Regions from separate parts of the Xenopus laevis genome. Here region 2 is linked to region 1. The links are chromatin contacts, called in public Hi-C maps. All regions are on one chromosome and are shown on one strand. The core of a region is the stretch at or near the end of the contact, and the rest is flanking DNA. Distances in the headings are between cores, read along the strand shown.

Region 1 (2,801 bases), core at 120-2,619:
ATGTAATCCACTATACAGAAACCCATAATCCAGAAAGTTACAAATTACCCATAGACTCTATTTCATCCAAATAATCAGAATTATATATAGAATAATATAACAGCACCTTGTACTTGATACAAGCTCAGCTATAATTAATCCTTATTGGAAGCCTTTTGGGTTTATTTAATGTTTACATGATTTTTTAGTAGAAGGTATGAAGATCTAAATTACGGAAAGATCTGTTTTCCAGAAACCCCCTGGTCTGAGAATTCTGGATGACAGGTCCCTTACCTGAATAATGGTTACTGATGCAATATACTTTATCAAAATGTTTGTTTGTGAAAAAATATAGTATTGTGAACAAGGTGAATTGTATTCAATGCATTTATAAAGGGACAAGTATACACCTGTGGTGTGTAAGGTCACTGCTTACAGTAGTTTCACCTAAAGATATTCATGCTACTGTATGAACCTATAGCTATGTGCTCACAGTAGTGTTGCTTATCAATATGTGCTTCCAGTAATGAAACATTAATATGTGCTTACAGTGAACATATTAGAAAGATGCAATGATTGCAGATGGTATTATAACAGGACTAACTTTCAAACATGCAGGATAACAAGATAGAATTGAAGTAGAAGGAAAGCTCCAATCCAAAGAGTGTGCCAAATGTTAGGGCACGCCTCAAGTATTGTAATGACTTACTTGAGACAATGGGCCAGTGCTCCTATTAGTAGAAAACTGCACATGCCCAGGGCACTTGTGAACGAGTGATCCTCTACTTTCCTTCTTTCTTTCTTTCTTCAAAATCCAGGGACCAACGCATGTGCAGAAGAGCAAAAAAGCTGGCTTTTTAACTGGGCATACGTGCCAACATGAAGAAAGGAGAACAGGAGCACTGGCCCGGGGTTTAGGTAAAGTCATTACTTGGGGTTACCCTAACATTTGAAACCCTTCTTGGATTGGAGCTTTTGTTCTCCTTTAAGCCCAACATACTATTCTATATTGAGCATTTCTTTGAATGCCCTTCTGCATTATATTCTATTTACTATCTATGTTGTTCAGGAATAGTTTAAATATACAAAGAGGACTGTGGAGCAAAACAACTCAAGGAACAATATTTAATGTGCACTCCCCACTCCCGTTAGAAAGCCCTAGGTGGTCATTTACTTACTACAGTCTCCAGGAGCTGTGTCTGATGCAATTGCATCCAATGTGTCAACATTAACATTGTTGCACTTACACCTCGATGCAAATCAGGCTGCGCTAAGGGAACCCCAGAGTTAACACCTGTTTGGAGGTGGTGGTAGCACCATGGTTTCCTTGCACCAATAGGCACAGCAGCATTCAATTCAGGACAGGAGGCAGGCAGTGGGGCCACAACAACTATACAAATGTGCATTTTGATTTGAGTACCTTTAATGAATGGGATATTTTTTGTGCAACGGACAGCTGGGAAATGTGTGGGCCTGCAACTGTGGTGTGGTAACTAAAAGATCACATGAGGGGGCAGATTTATCAAGGGTCGAATAGTAAATTAGAATTTTCAAATTGTGTTTTTTTTGGTGAAAACTCACTAATTCGAATTGGGAATAATCCAAACTCGATTCGAATTCAGATTAGAAATTAGAGATTTATCAAACCTTTACCCTGGGAATAATTTGAAATTGACTATTCACCACCTAAAACCTGCCGAGTTCATGTATAAGTCAATGGGAGAGGTCCCATTTGAAGATGTTAATAGCCTTCCTGACATTCAAAATTTTTTTTCTGAGAAATCCAATCGAATTCTATTTGAGTTTTCGAGTCAGTAATATTAGTTCAAGTTTTAGACGTATTCCAATCGAATTTCGAGTATATTCGAATTTATTAGAGTAAAAAAAAATTCACACGAATTTGAAATTCGACCTTTGGTAAATGGGTCTCTAGGTGTAGAATATTTCAGATCTGCTTAAAACAGTTGAGGACTATTCTGGTCCTCCCTTTCTACTGTAACATCTTCTACTCTTTTTAGACAATGTTGGTGGGATTTGCTTCCATTCATCCACAAGAATCAGGGTCGGACTGGCCTGCCGGGGTACCGGGTGAAAACCTGGTGGGTCCCGACATTGGTGGCGCAGTGCATCCTGTGCAAGAGCCAGCCGCTCTGTGAATACCAGTGGGCCCACTGGCTCCTGGCCCACCAGCCTGCTTGCCAGCCCGCCCGCTCCCCCTTCACTCTGCATTCACACTGTCTGGCAAATGGCACGTTTTGGAGAGTCCCAGTCACCTGGAAATAGGGTTGCCACCTTTTCCGGATAAAAATACCGGCCTTCCTATATATATTTATAATTTTTCCCTATTAATAACATTGGGATCAACCACCATTTTTACCAGCCAGGTCGGTAAAATACTGGGCAGGTGGCAACCCTTCCCGGACATGACTGCTGGCTGGCGATTGCGATGCTGCGTCTGCATGTAACTCAACCCGTCCTGGAGTGACGCAATGTCACATGTGCCTGCAGCAGCAAGAACCAGTGTTACTGAGCAGCTCTGCAAAGTGGTAAGGGCCTCGGCTGGACGGCTGTTCGCAGGAGTCGAGTAGGAGCAAAAAGGGTTAAACACTAACTGGATTCTGCTATAAGTTACTACAGTCAACAGAGTTGACAATTACTGTCTGTGCTGATTCTGAAGCCTCCATTTGTCCACTGCTGCAGCCTGCAGCATCAGGTACTGACATGGAATCTGGCAAGTTTTTTTTTTTTTTTACTTTAAAAATAAATTAACCTGTACGGTTTCTCTCTCCATTACAAACACTTCTTTCTTATTTTTTTTTATA
Region 2 (2,906 bases), core at 201-2,700, 100 kb after region 1:
CTGAAGATACTGGGAGTGTGGATTAGAGTAAAGGAGTGTGGATTAGAGCAAAGGAGTGTGGATTAGAGCAAAGGAGTGTGGATTAGAGCAAAGGAGTGTGGATTAGAGCAAAGGAGTGTGGATTAGAGCAAAGGAGTGTGGATTAGAGCAAAGGAGTGTGGATTAGAGTAAGTGAGTGTGGATTAGAGCAAGTGAGTGTGGATTAGAGCAAATGAGTGTGGATTAGAGCATTTAGAGCAAAGGAGTGTGGGTTAGAGTAAGTGAGTGTGAATTAGAGTAAGTGAGTGTGGATTAGAGCAAATGAGTGTGGATTAGAGCATTTAGATTAGAGCAAAGGAGTGTGGGTTAGAGTAAAGGAGTGTGGATTAGAGCAAATGAGTGTGGATTAGAGCATTTAGATTAGAGCAAAGGAGTGTGGATTAGAGCAAAGGAGTGTGGATTAGAGCAAAGGAGTGTGGATTAGAGCAAAGGAGTGTGGATTAGAGCAAAGGAGTGTGGATTAGAGCACAGGAGTGTGGATTAGAGCACAGGAGTGTGGATTAGAGCACAGGAGTGTGGATTAGAGCACAGGAGTGTGGATTAGAGCACAGGAGTGTGGATTAGAGCACAGGAGTGTGGATTAGAGCACAGGAGTGTGGATTAGAGCACAGGAGTGTGGATTAGAGCACAGGAGTGTGGATTAGAGCACAGGAGTGTAGATTAGAGCAAAGGAGTGTAGATTAGAGTAAAGGAGTGTAGATTAGAGCACAGGAGTGTAGATTAGAGCAAAGGAGTGTAGATTAGAGTAAAGGAATGACAGCGGCACTTACCTACACAGCTGAGGGACAGGGCGGCCAGGAGGAGCCCCGCGATGAGGCCAGGGGGCCCGGGGTAGACCATTGCTTTCTCACCGCCTCTCCATACTCTGGCTCTGCGCTTCACCTGCACGGGCAGCCGGATCCCCTCCGCTTCAGGAATCCCGGGGAGACAGCGGGTCAGACTGACGAGAGTAACCCCCAGCAGTCAGCAGCCGAGATCCCTCCCTGTCCAGCTGTCCCGGGTTCAGCCAAGTTACCCAGTGACTGCAGTCGGCTCCGGAGCAACAGATGGAAGGAGAGCGCCAGGGACGCTACATACAGCACAGAGCGATCGCTCGGTAACACGACAGACCCCCAGAGCTCACAATCGGATGCAGCCGCCTTGTCTCAATCCATTTCATCACTTTCCTCCCAAGCAGAATGGCAAGGACAGCGCTCACCTCTCCCAGTGCCTGTCCACCCACACTAACACAGTCCCACACTAACACAGTCCCACCGCTACTGCCCACGTTGCGCCCTCCCGGCCGCTCCTGCTCCTGCTGCAGTGCTTTCTACTAAGCTACACGGCTGCACTGCTTCTTCCAGCCGGCCGTCCAGGTAACAGAGACGTAAGTCGAGAACCACTCACTGTACAGCCGAGATGCCGCCGCCGCCTCCTTTTCCTGAAAAACACAAAAGTGAAGGAGCAGAAGGAGGATTCAGTCCTGGGAGTGGATCTTGCAGGAAGAGGCGTGTGAATTTTGGCTTCTCAGCTATCGGCTTTCTCCCTCTAGTGGCAGCATAGCGGCACTGCAGGCTCCTATTTCTACAACAATCCCACAACAGCAAATCATCAAATACATTTCTAAATAACGTGTTACATTGAAAACCAGTCCTGTAAGTCATCATAATACATCAGAGAAGATGAAAGCAAACAGTAAGAGTGATAACATATTTCTCTGTAGTTCATTCTTACAGTGGATTATTCACAGGGATCATATGGAATTAATAACAAAGTAAATAGAAAGCAATCATCATAATGCCAAGAAAATAATCATTCCTCCCCACTCCTTATCCCTTCAATATCCTGTACATAACTGCCTCTTAGGGAATAAAGTCTGCTCCCTACTATTTAATCATTTGTCCCATTCACTGCTACTCTACCAATAATGATTATTTATGCAGATGCACACATAAGATAGCTGTATTAACAGGACTTATTTGTGGTGTCATTGGGCCAAAGGCCTCATTGGTAGGACACCTACAGCTATCCACATATTTGTGACAGTACTACCCTCACGTAAGTGAACTAGACAATAATAAGGCAGGCGATAAAGGGGTGGGATGTGTGTACCAAGATAGCATTGAGGGTAGGCATGCACCAAATCCACTATTTTAGGATTCAACCGAATCATGAAAAAATTCAGCCAAATCCCAAATGGAATCTTAACCCTAATTTGTATATGTAAATTAGGAAACCAAGGGCAAAAGAGAACCGCATGCTGAGCGCACAGTTCACAAATATGTTGACTTTGTATGACGAAAATGTACGTGATTTTTTTTAGAGTCGGTTCGACCAGGCTTTAGGATTCAGCTTAATCCAAATACTGCTAAAAAAAAGGCCGAATCCTGGATCTGGTGCATCCCTAATTAGCGGGTCCAGCTGTACCTCTCCAAGCTAACAGCGATAGGAATATGATCATGATCACAAAATGGAAAAAGAAAATATACTGTAACTACTGTGCTCTCCATGTGGATTCATATGAGGGGTCTGTCATTGCAGGTGAATTGTTTAGTCAAAAGTAATAGCAGATGGAAGGAATGATGGTGGGCAGTGGGCAAATGACCACTGTGCCCATTTATTAAAGCAATCCTGTGTATAGGGGTGTCACCTTTTGTTGGAAAAAATACTGGCCTTCCTGTATTTTTATTTTTTCCTCTATTAACAGTGGTATCAAGCATTATTTTTACCGGCCAGGACTGTAAAATACAATTTAAGTGGCAACCCTACCTGTGTATGAATTTAGCTCTTCCATAGCCATATTGTTGGAAGAATATATGCTTGTCTCTCACGGGGGGAGGAATTACTCTTCAGCAGTCACTGGTTAGATTATTAAAACGAATGCTACA

The links. A called contact is a pair of places that touch in the nucleus more often than the background predicts.
Region 2: a contact with region 1 is called in a Hi-C map of the XTC cell line, with 3 times the contacts expected there. The contact joins the promoter of tyro3.L here to the enhancer-like site in region 1. A contact is called at or near these places in 3 of 4 Hi-C or Micro-C datasets (the XL177 cell line, the XTC cell line and animal cap).

The regions. Positions count from the first base shown.
Region 1 is chr8L:96,973,147-96,975,947 of Xenopus_laevis_v10.1, forward strand. No RefSeq gene overlaps it. Among protein-coding and RNA genes, the nearest start is that of mga.L, 14 kb to the left of the region's middle. Within about 2 kb of position 1,370, at least 1 of the 7 cell types and tissues checked has an H3K27ac peak or open chromatin away from gene starts, as enhancers often do.
Region 2 is chr8L:97,072,834-97,075,739 of Xenopus_laevis_v10.1, forward strand. tyro3.L (TYRO3 protein tyrosine kinase L homeolog) reads right to left here and starts at 1,451. Exons shown (of 19, transcript NM_001088754.2): 1 at 810-1,451. The coding sequence starts at 879.